Linked DNA regions of Mus musculus: regions 1 and 2 are each linked to region 3. A link is a contact called in public promoter capture Hi-C data. All regions are on one chromosome and are shown on one strand. Each heading gives the region's core, a stretch centred on a gene start, on an enhancer-like site or on the middle of the called end of the contact. The rest is flanking DNA. Distances are from core to core; before and after follow the strand shown. Region 1 holds the start of Strn (striatin, calmodulin binding protein). Region 2 holds the start of Lpin2 (lipin 2). Region 3 holds the start of Memo1 (mediator of cell motility 1).

Region 1 (4,828 bases), core at 2,307-4,806, 4.4 Mb before region 3:
CCTGCCACTTGGGCTTTATTGGATAATGAAGATATTGGAACATCAACAACACCATGAGTTTTGTTTGAGGCTTAGAGGTTAGCTTAAGCATCAGTCTTGTTGGTTTTAGGATTTAACTCTTACTGAAGTCCTGGAGTGGGAGTGAAGAAGGCAAAAGGGAAATTAATTATGGCATTGACCAGGGCCTTAAGTGTGTGTGTGTGTGTGTGTGTGTGTGTGTGTGTGTGTGTGTGTGTGTACAAATTTCATTTAGTCTTGTGAACTATATTATAAAAAGTTATGATTATTTAGTATATACCATAGGTAGGTATTATGGTAAACATTTAAATTCATTCTCCTATATGACCTCACACTGATTTTGTAAGACATGTGTTATGCTTTAATAAAGTTGACAGTCCTGCCTTCCATCCCCAGGAACCCACACACTAAAGGGAGAGAACTTACTCCATAAGTTATTCTCTGACCTCCACTCATGAGCAGCAAACACACACACACACACACACACACACACACACACACACACACATGTTTTAGAATCTAGCTCATATAGTAATACAGGATTCAGGGTCCTTATTAAAACAAAGAACCTTAAAACTTTAAAAAATGTACTGAGTTTTGTTAAACTACCAACAAAATATTACCACATGCAGATCTTTTAAAGTAAGTTTAATATCCTATTTTACTATAACTCTTAATATTTTGACTTATTGAATGTTATGTCCATGATATGAACCATCAATGCTATTTTGATTGTAAAGATGTACTCAAAAGCAAAGAAATTATTTGATAATAAAGTTTAAATAAGAATGAAAATGATTCTCTAGTATGTATCCATAGTAGTCCAGGATGTTGATACTTTTGGGAAGTATGTGAGTGTAGCATGTGTATGTGTGTGTGCATGTCTGAAATCCATGAGTGTAGCATGTGTATGTGTGTGTGCATGTCTGAAATCCATGAGTGTAGCATGTGTATGTGTGTGTGCATGTCTGAAATCCATTAGTGTAGCATGTATATGTGTGTGTGTGTGTGTCTGTCTGAAATCCATGAGTATTCCTTGATTAATCCCCAGCTCTATTTTATTTTTGTTTGTTTGTTTTTAAATAGAGTCAGGAATCTCTCACTGAACCTAGAGTTCATCTGTTTGGCCAGACTGGCTAGTCACTTATATCCATAAATTTACCTGTCTCTACTTTATATCCTGCCATCTCCCATTACTGAATTACAGGTCATTGCCTGCACCTCGCTTTTATGTGTGTGCTGTGGATTCAAACCCAGTTTCCCATGCTTAGATGGCAAGTACCTTATTGACTGAATCATCTACCCTGCCTTATTATCTATGCATTTAATTATGTTTTATAGTCTTTTGTGAATCAGTTTAAAGCCATTGTCTTGTCTGACATGTCTTCTGTTAGAGGAAAAAAACAGATTGTTTAACACCCAAGCTTATAAAAATTACTTAAATCGCTCAGATGAAAAAGTTCCAATCTTAGCCAGGTGGTGGCACACACTTCTTTAATCCTAGCACTTGGGAGATAGAGGCAGGTAGATCTCTGAGTTGGAGGCCAGCCTGGTCTTACAGAGCAAGTCCCAGGACAGCCAGGGCTACACAGAGAAACCCTGTCTCAAAAATCCAAGAAACAAAAAACAGAAAGAAAAGGATAGGGAAAAAAAAAAGAAAGGAAAAAAATTCTATTTATGTTTTCTTGGTTCTGATAGATATAAGAGTAGTCAGCATGTTTTTAATTAATTAAAATTAAATCAGATAGATAGAGAAATATATAACTAGCCCTGGCTGTCCTAGAACTCATGCTGTAGACCAGGCTGGTCTCAAACTCAGAAATCTGTTTCCCTCTGCTTGTCTCTTGTCTCTGGGCTGTGCCACCATGTCCAGCTTAATTTTTTTAAGGTTACTGGGCTAACAGGCAGGTAATCTGGGTGCTAGTTTTGGTAGTCATCTGTCATTCAAGGTCTCATTGAGGACAGTCTCAATTTCTTGAGCTGTGAATGAATCAGGCTGGATCTCAAAGAACATTTAGAGCCAAACTAATTTATGACACAAGGAATTTGGCCAGGCCTGGATCAACTTTTTATGATAATAAAGAATGAATTCACAAAGCAGAAACATTCAGTAACTGAGCAGAGGGCTTTGCCATCGCTCTTTGCAACCCGAGCAGAGACAATGTGTTTCCTGTCCTTTTCACAAGTTGCCATGGGAAGACCAGGGAACAGAGAGGACAGGGACAGGATGCCCTTCCCTTGCAAGTCACTCATCAGCTTGTATCTTGACTCTCTTTTTTTCTTTTTTCATGTCCACCAGATCAAAACAAAATTACAATTTTTTTTTGTTGGAGTGACAGATAAATAATTACTTAATTTCGTTTTCATTTCTTAAATGTTCTTCAGGCACATTCCTTTCTCCAGTTGGTGTAGTGTAAATTTATAATGATAATAGTTATCAGGGTACTCAGAGAGGGAAAACACTGGCAAACCACTTAGAAGGAAAGGATTTTAGTGTGCCTTTGGTGTAAAGATCAATTGCCCAAGAAATTAGGAAAGCGACAAGTGGGAAGGGGAGGTTCCCGGGTTCAGGAGTGCAATAGAGCAAAAAGGGACTTTGTTCCTTCTGATTGTAGCCCTTAGGGCTCTGTGACTCTATATGTATGTCAACCTCCTTTTGATGACAAGAACTGTGACATCTATCTTTATATTCCTGGCACGGAATATTACTGACAATAAAATACTTGTTCAAGCGAATTGAGTGAAAACTGCCGCAAAGATGGGGGGAAAAATGAGATTGGACAGGCAGCACTTCTTTATTACTGGAGATCTAAAACTTTGGCAGAATTTACAAGCAGGATTAGCACAGAGAAAGGGACTTTTAATACTAATATTTCAGACCAAGTGTTAAACTGGAAATTAGAAAAAGCCCTCATGGCAAATGTCGAACCTTAGCAGAAAGAGAGAAGACCAGAGTTCCTCCTCCTAAGGGAAAACTGGTCTGTTAACAAGCACTGAGCCCCTCTGGGGATGAATGGTAGGCTCGATGGCAAGCCGTGGTCCAGGGGTGTCGAGGCTTTGATGAACCCCGAAAAGGGCGACGAGGGGGCAGACGACCGGATGGCTTGCCCAGCGCCTATTTCTTAACAAAACGACCAGGAAGCCCTAAACTAAGTGGAGCTAGGGCTGGTACTTGGCGTGATAACTTCCGCGTGCGAATATGCAACAGGGAGCGCCGCTCGCGAACTTCCGCATGAAGGGAGCCTGCGGCGGCGCGACCCGAGGGGCATCGGCTGGCCGCACTGCCGAAGAGGAAACCCGCGGAGCCGTCAGGGGAGGGCGTGGCGAGGAAAGGGCGTGGCTTCGGTCCGGCCTCCGAGAGGCGCAGGCCTACAGGCAAGCGGGGTTCGCCACGCCCCGGGACTACATTTCCCGGCAAGCCCCGCGGGCCGCAGTTGACCCACTTCCCGGCCCGTCACGGGCTCGCCCGGCCCCCGCGCCCGGGCGGCTGCTCCCTGCTGACTGGGGTGTGGGCGGGGAGCGGCGGAGGGAGGAGGCAGAGCTGGCCGCCGCAGTTTGCCGCCGCTGCTGGGCGCCTAGGCAGAGAGCTCCCCGGGGTTCGTGCGGCCGCCATGGACGAGCAGGCGGGGCCCGGCGTCTTCTTCAGCAACAACCACCCGGGAGCTGGCGGTGCTAAGGGGCTCGGGCCTCTGGCGGAGGCTGCAGCGGCCGGAGACGGAGCGGCTGCGGCGGGGGCGGCCCGAGCTCAGTACAGCCTCCCGGGGATCTTGCACTTCCTGCAGCACGAATGGGCCCGCTTCGAGGTGGAGAGAGCCCAGTGGGAGGTGGAGCGGGCGGAGCTGCAGGTAAAGACCCTCCCGGCCTGGCGGTCCTCATCCCGCCTCTTCTCTCTCTTCAGCCCCGCCCCAGACCCTTCGCCCCCTCCCCCAGCCCGCTCGCGCCCCCTCCCCCTTGCCTTGCGCCCATCACTTCCAGAATCTCATCCCCCTTCCTCCAGTCACCTTTGACTTTTTTTTGCTGATCCCACTTCCTTGAGCCTGTTTTCCCACTCCTTCTGATCCATTTACCCTCCCGGCGGCTGTTTTCCCCACTCTCAACTCCGGTGCTTATTCCTACTGGTTTGCCATGCCACATTTTGGGGTTGTCTGTCCCTTTCGGTTTACTGATTGGGTTGACAGTAGTTTTGAGAGACTCCGAGCAGATCATCCTGGCTCAACCTGACGCACCCTAGGTCTAGAGACGTTCCTCGCAGAAGGGTTTGGCAGTTGTCTATCGCTCACTCTGCAAGGAAGGTGACCAGAGAAAGCAACACAAGTTGTATCAGTGAGGCCTTGGCTTTCCTCGAGAAACTGATGTTACTAGCAGTGTCAGCTCCAGTTTTATGTCTGAAAATGTTTCCCTGTCTGCCCTTTGACCCCATCCCGCATTCGCGTTTGGGTTAGACTCATAGGTTTCAGTGAAGGATTTGATTGATGGGAGTCAGAAAATGGGCAGAGGTGGGACATCTTTTCACAGAATCTCAAACTTCCCAAGAGTTGATTTGTATGTCCAGAGCTTAAAAGGAACTAAAGGGGCTTCAGGGCTACGTTGCCCCCTTGCATAACCTGCCAGATAAAGCATGCTTATCTGAGAGGAGCTCTTGTGCGCCAGAGAAGCATGAAAGGTTGGTAACTCACTGGTCACTCTGAGTTGGTAAGTAGGTTTACTGTGACTGTTTATAAAACTTCCAACACATACACTAATTTCCAGAGGAACTCAAAGAGCTGTGAATTGTGCCTCTCTGTTTTATGGGCTAAATCTGTATGCTTAT
Region 2 (4,484 bases), core at 117-2,616, 3.1 Mb after region 3:
ATTTCCAGAGCCTCTTAAGCATACAGCTGCTCTGCCGAATCTCAATTTTGCCACAAACGCGAAAGTAGACCCAGCCATTTCATTTCTAGCATGCTACAGCTATTCTGCTACTACCTCGAACTTGAAGATCGCTGGGGCCGATAAACCACAATCAAGAACACATTTAACTAGGAGGAAGCCCGTAGGAGGCTACCCACGGGCAATGTGAGAGGGCACACCGGGCAGGGCAGCCCAACGAGGGCTAAAACACCTGTTTCCTCCCACACTTGGTGGCTGGCTGGGTTGCTAACCCAGTCTAGCAATACCTGCCACGATTCGTAGTTTTAAGCCAGTGAAAGCAATCAATGTCGGATCAACACAGACACTAACCGGCAAATGATCCCAAAATAGATTTCAAAATTCAACTTGTGTTATCATAACGTTTTAAATTAGTGAGGCGAGGTTCGGTACCAACTTAACCAGCATCCCTACTGCTGGGCAAATGAGCTTCAGCGCCATGCAAGAGCCTCAGTTTCCATTTTTAATTTTTTTTTAAGTCTCAAAGATGCATTAAAATAAGTGTGTGGCCGCTTGTTCAGTAATCCCTCAGTGCCTCTCCAAGTATCCTGCGTTCCAGTACTTTCTGAAAGCGAGGGCGATCTTCCTAGTCTTGTTCTGCATAATTATGGCTCCGAAACGCCATCCTAAATTTGAATGAAAATAATTTTCTTAGGCTGGGGTGGATCCGCGGCGCTCAAAACTGGGCCTCAGAGCTCCGGTTCCCACAGCCGACAGAACCTTCCAGGGCCCCGGGGGTCGCCGGCAACAGGCTACTCACATCTAAACCAGGTCCGCGGCCTGCAGGAGGCGGCGGCGACGGCGACGGCGGCGGCGGGCAAGCCAACGGCCTGAGGGAATAACTGCACCTCGCCAGTCCCGGCCGGGGGATGACCGCGACCGCGCGCCGGCGTCCGCTCCCCTCCCCCAGGCCCGGGGCTGCGGTCCCCGGGCGCGCCGCCCGCGGCTCGGAGGACCGCTGCCGACGTGAGGGTCTCCGCAGACGCCCGCGCGTCCTCAGGCGGCGCGGCCGCGGCTACGTGGCCCACGCGAGGCGAGGCCGCGAGCGGGGACGCGGCCCCCCGGGAAGCCCCGGCGCTGTCTCCGGCCCGCTTACCTGCGGCACCGCGCGCGGCTCTCACTCGGCGGACTGTTGTGCAGCCCCGCAGGGATGCCCCAAGAAGCGGGGGAGCAGGGGGCGGGGCCGCCGCCTCCGAAGCCGCGGGCTACAGCGGAGCCCGCCGGGCCTCATGAATGGGACGCGGCGGCGGCAGCAGCGGCGGCGGCGGCCGAGCTGGCGGTAGACTGCGCGCACGCCCCGCCCCGGCCCGGCCACGTGACGCGAGCTCCGCCCCCGCCGGCCGCGCGCCTGGAGCCCTGGGCCCCTCCGGGGAGAGAGCAGCTCGACGCCGGCGCCGGCCTCAGAAGGGCGCTTTAAAAAAAAGTTTCCTCCGGTCCCCATGGCAACCTTGCGGCGCTGCGTCGGGCTTCAGAGTCCAGCTACCAAAAAAGAGTGCAAACGGTCTGCTGCATAATGGTGTCCCCGCGTAACGCGAGTGCACCATCATGGGATCACTGCAGAACCCGTATCTTTCCTTATTTACCCTTGGAGCTCGGTGATAACACCGCCTACTTAAAAAGTGCACTTTAACGGCTGCAGCTGCGAGTGTTAGTGACGGCGGCTGTTTTTCGTCTTGTATATCTGCAGCTGGTTCTTTCGATGGAAGGCCATGGCATCACTTCTAAATGCTTGTTAATTTCTTCGTGCTCACCGCGAGCATGAACAGTGTGACACAGTCTTCCGGCCGCTGAGCCATGCATTTATACAAACTCTCTCCGGTATGGGCCTGGGCACAGCAGTTTCTTTGCAACAATGAAGCGCGGTGAGCATAGTCTGTGCTGGGACCCGGGAAACCTTTCGTTTCCCTGCCTAAGTACCGCCGTGTGGAATTCAACCAGATTGCCTCAGTAGTTACCAAGGTCCACAGAGACACCCAAACCTACTGGGATTTTTCACTTCAGCGTGGCTCTTCATCTGATCTACCAGTGAAAGAAATGTTTTCAAGGTTGAAAGTTTCCCGTAAATGCTCGAGAAATACTACTCCTCCGCTGTGGGGAAGTGCAATTAAACCCAGAGAACCCAGTCCTCAATCCCCAAGTCAATGCACTGGGAACAGCTACACCTTCATTCCCATTGGGAGCCCAATGTAGCTTGCAGCCCAGACTGTAGAACACGCTGTTACTGTTTGTTCTCTAGCTTCTCATTCTTGACTTTTCCTGTTTCTCTCGGGATAGTTTCATTACCTCCTACCTTGGGAGGGAAATATTCTCACGCTTCCTTCCTCTCATCATGCAGAAAGCAGCAGACAACCCGCCCTTCCTCTGTCACCGCCCCCTCTGGGCTTTGACACCTTACTCAGAAGGATTGGTTCATGTTTATAGTATTTTCCTCATTCTCTAGTGGCTGCCTGCTTCATGCTACTACTGAGGCAGAAGAGGAACTAATTAAATATTTGTTGACTGTTCCTCGACTTCCCCCAGCTGATACCTGTAAAGTTGGGGCACACCCAACTCCCATCTGCTTCACTGCCCAGAGTCTTTCCTCACCTTCTGACCCTACCACCTTCCAGTTTCATGGCCAAGAACCTTCCCCCACCAATCATCGGTCTGCTAGTCTAGATGTATCTTTCATTTCAAAGAGAGAAGACCTTGTTGCCCCTAATGTAGTTTGGCCCGAGATGTTTTGACTCTAGAGTTGCAAGCTGTCTTGATGTTTTGTTTAAGAATATCTTTCTGTGTCCTTTCGGGGTTTCCCCACCGTGCACTGCAGCCTCTCCTTACAAGCCATGGAACGGCATATTCTTTTGTTTGTTTGTTTGTTTTTGTTTTTATTTTTAATAATTCTTATTTTTGAAATTAGGATATAATTACAGCATTTCACCTTCCTTTTCCTTCCTCCAACCCATCTCATGCATTCCTTGCTCTCGCTCATATTCATGGCCTCTATTTTTTCATTGCTTATACATACATTCATAGATATATAAATCAGCCTGCTCATAACATAAACACATACATGTTAATTGTATGTATATTATTTCAGGACTGATCATTTTGTACTGGATAACTAATTGGGGTGTCTCTTCCCTAGAGAAGACTATTTCTCCCACTCAGAATTACTTAATTGTCTGCAGTTCTTTGTCTAGGGGTGGGGTCCCCTAAGAATTCTCCATTCCATATTAATATGCCTATTGGTATGGTTCTTGTTCAGGTCTTGAAACAGCCAAGTTGAGGCTTCGTGGGTATAGCTTCCTTGACATTTCTGAGACAAAAATCTCATAGCAAACTTCCTGTTCCCTCTGTCTCTTACAATCGGTCTGCCTCCTCTTCTTCCACATGATTCCTGATCCTTGGGAGCAGGATTTCTGTGGTAGATATATTGGTTGGGGCTAGTGATGGGCCAGCCTGACTCCATCTGAGTGATGGAAGCCATTTTACTATAAGGTCAGAAGAAGTTCAGTTCTGTTTGCTGAAATTTTCATGATTTTTTTTTCTTTACAGCTGAGTAATATTCCATAGTCTTATCTGTAGCACATTTTCACAGCTGAGCAATATTCCATAGTCTATCTGTGGCACGTTTTCATTAGTCTTTCATCAGTAGAAGAACAGTCAGGTTGTTTCCATTTCCTAGCTATTGTGAATAGAGCATCAGTGAAGAGGGCTGAGCAGCTTTCTATAGAGTAAGATGTGGAATTCTTTGGAACTATGCTGAGGAGTGGTCTAGCCCTGCCCTCAGATGATGAACTATTTCTGAAGATTCTGGAAACTTTAGGAGATGAGACTAAACTCGAGGAAGTAAGTTACTGTAGCGCGTGGAGACATGTCACCTCTGACTGCTTCCTGTCTTGCTTTCTGTTTCCTTCCATACATGAAGACCTGGGTTTACTCTCCAGGATCCAGATGAAGATGCCACACATGTTTACACTAGATTATAATCCCCAGGGTCTTAGTTATACTCAGTCTGCAGTCCAACCAGCCCAACAATGGGCAACTGTGATTGGGAAGTCAAGAGTCTAGGAGTTGCTCAGTCCCACAAGGGTCGCTGTTTCAGCTGGTCTTCTGTATGAGCTGGAAGACTGAAGAAATAGATTCCCACAGATGTGCTGACAAGTAAGCCTAAGCAGGAGAAGGAGGAGAAAGGGGAGTAGGAAAAGAGAGAAGAGGAAGAGAAGGAAGAGAAGAAGAGCGGCATAATCTTATTTACTGGCAAGGCTGTCTCTGTTTATCTGGTGCCTATTTTTAATTTTCCCAAGTAACGTTCTTCACAATTAAGAAGTGGAATAGGATGCTTTGCTAAACTATTATTAAAATGTTTCTAGGTAGTACCTGAACTCACTGTTGTTGGGTAATGTAAGAAAAATAAAAAATAAAAGTCCAAAATGACGGTTGCT
Region 3 (4,661 bases), core at 320-2,819:
ATTTACCTTTTTCTTGCCATTGAAATTAACTGTAGAGCTTTTCTCATAACACTTGAGAACTTGGCAAAAACCCCAACCAAACAAAAAGTATACTGTTACAGCATTAAGGAACGCCGAACTTGGTTAGGCAGCTAGACATCTACTTTGGACTTCTCCAGGATCTAGTTTAATGTGAAACTAAGATATACCCGGTGTATGATTTCTTTCCCAAATACTTTCTGGGAGTTGGGGAACTGTTACACTTCCTGGGTTTTGGAATCCAGCACTTCAAAGCCAAACAAACCACTTCCTTTGTGATTCTACCCAACTGGTAAAGGAATTCTTTTGCTGCGTGGAATACTTACGTGGAATACTGGGATTTTATAAGTGAAGGGTGACATTTGTAGTATTCCTTACCCCGTCTGGTTCCTCATACGCATTAACTCATAATCCTTGGTACCCCTCCCTCACGAACGTCACCCCCATTTAACACAGTAGGAAATAACTGAGACAATCTTTGCCACATTGCAGTTATACCTAAAATACAATTAGTAAATTTAACTGTGTCGAAGACATTAGGTCGTAAGGGGCGAGCCTGGGAAGCGAAGGTTACATTTTGACAGGGTCGGTCCTCCACCCCCCCATATTCTCCCATCCCAGTACGCCTCGCAGCGCGATGTCTCTGCCAGCGAAACTTCGCGGCGTGGCCCCAGACTTGCATTCCTGGGCGATACCCCGAGGGTGGGAACCCCACCAAGGACGCCGGGGAAGGGGGAACCCCGACGGGACTCGGCAGGCAGCGATCGCGTGTGTGTTGTGTGTGCTGAGCCAGCGGCGCACGGGGACAAGCCAGGCGGCTGGGGGGGGGGGGGGGGGAAGGGGCTCACCCCGCCTCGCGGCTGCGTCCTGCGCCCCGCGCCCTGCCCCCAGCCTCTGCTGGCGCTAAACCCCGGAGAGCGGAGCGTGCACGCTGAGCCTCCTCGGCGGGCCCGGCCGCGGCGCTGGGCATGCTCAGTGGGCCGGCCCCGGTAGAGCGGCGAGTAAGGACGCGTGGGCTCCCCAGGCTCTGCCTTTCCCGGGTTCAGGCCCCGGCCCCGGGCTGTGTGTGTGTGTGTTGGGGGGGAGGTGGCACCGATCGCCGCCGCCCTCCGGCTCGCGGCCTCCCGACCCGGGATGGCGCGGGGCCGGTCCCGCTTCCGCCGTTGAGCGCGCGGCACGGCGGGCGGAGGCGCGGGGCGGGGCGGGGCCGGCGGGCGCGCGGCGGGAGGGAGGCCTCGGTGGTGGGGGCGGGGCGGGGCGGGGCGGTGGGGAAGGGCGCGGAGTCACGGGGGTGGGGTCAGCGGGAGGCTCGGCAGGCCGCGCGCGGCGTGGCCGGGGGGCGGCTCGCGGAAGCAGCTCGGGCAGGGGTAGGGGCGGCGGCGGCGGCGGCGACTCCGCGGCCGCGCGGCTAGGGTAAAGCCGCCGTGGGCCCCATCTTCCGGCGGCCGGCGGAGTTTGTGGTGATTGTTGCCGCCCTCCGCCCTGGCTGCCATCTCCTCCTCTTCCTCCTCCTCCTCCTCCTCCTCCTGGGCCGGGCTGGTCCCCTCCCCGCGGCCGCCTCCTCCTGGGCTGGGCCCGCGGCGTCTCGTCCCCTCGCGGAGCCGCCGCCGCCGCCGCCTCCTCATTCATCCTCGTGCACCATAGGCGGCACAGGCACCAAGATGTCCAACCGAGTGGTCTGCCGGGAAGCCAGCCACGCCGGGAGCTGGTACACCGCCTCAGGTAAGGGCGCCAGGCCGCCGGGGTGGTCGAGCTGGGCAGCCGGGGCCCGGCGGGCGGGGACTCGGGCGGCGGGCGGAGGGCGCTGACCGCGTGCCGAGGGATCGGGGCCGGGCCGCGCCGCCTCCCCCACCCGGCGCTCGGGCAGGCGGCCTGGCGCCCGCGGAGTTGGGCGAGGAGTTGCCGGCCGGCCCCGGCCAGGGCGAGCGCGGGCTCCGCGGCTCCGCGGACGGCCTCTGCGGTGGGGAAGGACGAGTTGGCGCGGTCCTCGTTGCCAGAGGCTGGCCGAGGGGACCGCAGTTTTTGCTCCCACCCTTGGGGCACCCAGCGCCCCTGGAAGGAGTGACAGGCAGTACTTTTTCTACCCTATCTCTCGTGTTGCTACTCTTGGTCTCTCTCGCTTGGAAGATCTGTCAGACCTGGGCCTCTCGGGGGGATTTGTCGCTTTGTACGTGGAGATTCGGGCAGAGCTGCTGCCAGGCAGGGGCTCTGGGTGGCCTCCAAGGTCTTTTGTCAGTGTTTGCATTGTTACTGTCATTTAGGGGCAGCTGGAGATGGCATCAGCACTTTTCCTGAGCAACCTCTTTGGTATCCTGTGTTCAGCACCGAGCCGGGGCTGGACGACCTGCCTAGTTTAGCTTACGTTTTGAGAGAATTTTGTCTGCACTGTCTTCAAAAAACCATGTGTAGTTCTTTGGGTGAGAAAGGGTAGGGCCGTTTCCCTCCAGTACAACTCTCTTCACAAGGATTGTTTTCTGAGATTATTTTCAGGGGTCACATTTCTGCTTTGGTAACAAAGAAAAGTTCCTCCGTGATTCCTGTTGGTCTCTAGGCCATCTGTGCTTCTCAGCAACTGGCCCTAACCATATTTCCCTTTGCAAGTACTAGGGTTGGATAGTGACATGATTCTTTTGGGAAAACGGAAAATCTGGAAGGCAGTTTTTTTTTTTTCCCTGAGATTGTTCAACCAGCTGCAGAAGTACATGCATCTTGTTGGTCCACAGCGGATTTGCCCTGCTAAGACACAAAAGAATGACATGGTTGGGTTTGGAACTACTGCTAACAGGTGGCTGTAGTTTTTGCGTTAGATAAGTATGACATTTTATGGTCCTGAAGTACTTCATAGACTTTTAATCAGTTCTCACTACCTGAGAATGTCAGTTCTTGTGCCAGTATATGGGGAAACAGAAATTTAGTGCTGCACCCCAGACTAGGCCTGTGGTAAAATAGGAATTGTGTAAGTCAGGTCTCTGGCTCCTGAGTTTGCCCTTTATAATCAATGCACTATTAATACTGCTTTTTTGTTGTTGTTGTTGTTGTTGTTTTGGTTTTTCGAGACAGCGTTTCTCTGTGTAGCCCTGGCTGTCCTGGAACTCACTTTGTAGACCAGGCTGGCCTTGAACTCAGAAATCCGCCTGCCTCTGCCTCCCAAGTGCTGGGATTAAAGGCGTGTGGCACCACCTCCTGGCTTATTTTTAAGTAGAAGGTTTTTTCCGCAGTATGTTTTGGAGAATTAGAAAGTCACATTGTTCCCATTCACGGCTATCTTTTAGCATTTATTTATTGTGTTCCTGTGCATTTGTTACAAATGTTTTAAGCTTTTGTTGTTGCTTGCTTTGGAATGTGGGCAAATATTCTAGGGAAGTTTTAGATTGTTAAGCATATATATGGGTAGTAAAATTGGGTATAGTTCACACTTTTGGTCTTAGAATTCCTTAGAGTTTACTTACATACAAGATGTAGTCTTTAATCTGGTAAAAAAAAAAATCCTATCTGTAGATACTTATTAGTAAATAGGCAGGTAGTTACATTTTTTCCCTAAAATCTGGGTGAATTAAATAATACCTTTAACTGGAATTCAGGTGTATGAATTTTTGGGGTGTGTGCGACTCACCTAGGGTTTCTCTGTGTTGCCCTGGCTGTACTGAAACTCCCTTGGATTCAGAGATCTGCTTGGCTCTGCTTCCCAGTGCTGGGATCAAAGGCATGCACCATCACTTCCTGGCCAGTCTTTTTAAGTTTGACTGATATTGAGGAAATTAGGGTAAACTTAAAGCAGTTTAGTTTTAGAAGCTTAATTTGTATCCTTAAGATGAATGAAGCAAACTTATAGGTATGTAATGTAAAGTTGGTCTGATGACTGTATCTGTAGGATAGAATAGTGTAGCCAGGTTGAAATGACCTACTCTTGGGACTTTTTATTTGTATTGTGCTATTGTTTCTCTAGACCAGTCAATAAAAAACTGAGGAATAGGAAGAATGTGTTTGTTGATTGTCATTTTGTATCTTTTCCAGTGTTCAGGTTGTACACATAGAAAGTATTCGATTATTGAGTGAAATAAGAGTAAAGCCACATTGAGTTCAGTTAACTAGCTATTTCATTAAGAAAAAAAGTGTACATTTATATTGCATGCACTCATTCACATGTCTTTTTGTTATTTACCCCTTGTTATATGCTGTTAGATCCATTGGCTGAGGGTGCTATAAACTTCTGCTTTCTCTCAAGGAATTCAGAGTTTATTTGAAGTAAATTCTAACTTCAGAAAAGCAATTAAATATCTGTTAGGTTGAGATAGTGCATTTCCATGTTCTGAGGAGGGTGGAGTCCTGTAGAAGTAGTCAGTTGTGCTCTGAAGGAAGGCTATTTAGTCAAGTTTGAGGAAAGAACATTGGATTGGGGGCAGGAAAGTGTAAGTAATGAACTTAGTAAGAATGGTCAGTTCTTACGGGTATAGCCTGGACTGTAGAGTGGAGCTGGAAATGCCAGTGGGTTGGATACTGTAGGGGTTGGACTTACCGACAAGGTGTGCTGATGAAGGTTTTAGATTTGGGTATTAATAGGATGCAAGTAGCATTTTAGGAAAACTAATCTCATAGGAAGGTTAAGCCTCACTTCCTTAACCAGTGCAACTAGGATGGGCAGA

What was found. Promoter capture Hi-C pulls out the DNA fragments that hold promoters and counts their contacts.
Region 1: a promoter capture Hi-C map of the HPC-7 cell line shows a contact between it and region 3. The contact joins the promoter of Strn here to the promoter of Memo1 in region 3. A contact is called at or near these places in 2 of 39 promoter capture datasets (the HPC-7 cell line and cranial neural crest).
Region 2: a contact with region 3 is called in a promoter capture Hi-C map of the HPC-7 cell line. The contact joins the promoter of Lpin2 here to the promoter of Memo1 in region 3. A contact is called at or near these places in 2 of 39 promoter capture datasets (the HPC-7 cell line and cranial neural crest).

The regions. Positions count from the first base shown.
Region 1 is chr17:78,735,289-78,740,116 of GRCm38.p6, reverse strand. Strn (striatin, calmodulin binding protein) reads left to right here and starts at 3,556. Exons shown (of 18, transcript NM_011500.3): 1 at 3,556-3,863. The coding sequence starts at 3,630.
Region 2 is chr17:71,180,414-71,184,897 of GRCm38.p6, reverse strand. It overlaps Lpin2 (lipin 2), which reads right to left and starts at 1,366. Exons shown (of 20, transcript NM_001357791.1): 1 at 1,154-1,366.
Region 3 is chr17:74,291,771-74,296,431 of GRCm38.p6, reverse strand. It overlaps Memo1 (mediator of cell motility 1), which reads left to right and starts at 1,569. Exons shown (of 9, transcript NM_133771.2): 1 at 1,569-1,740. The coding sequence starts at 1,680.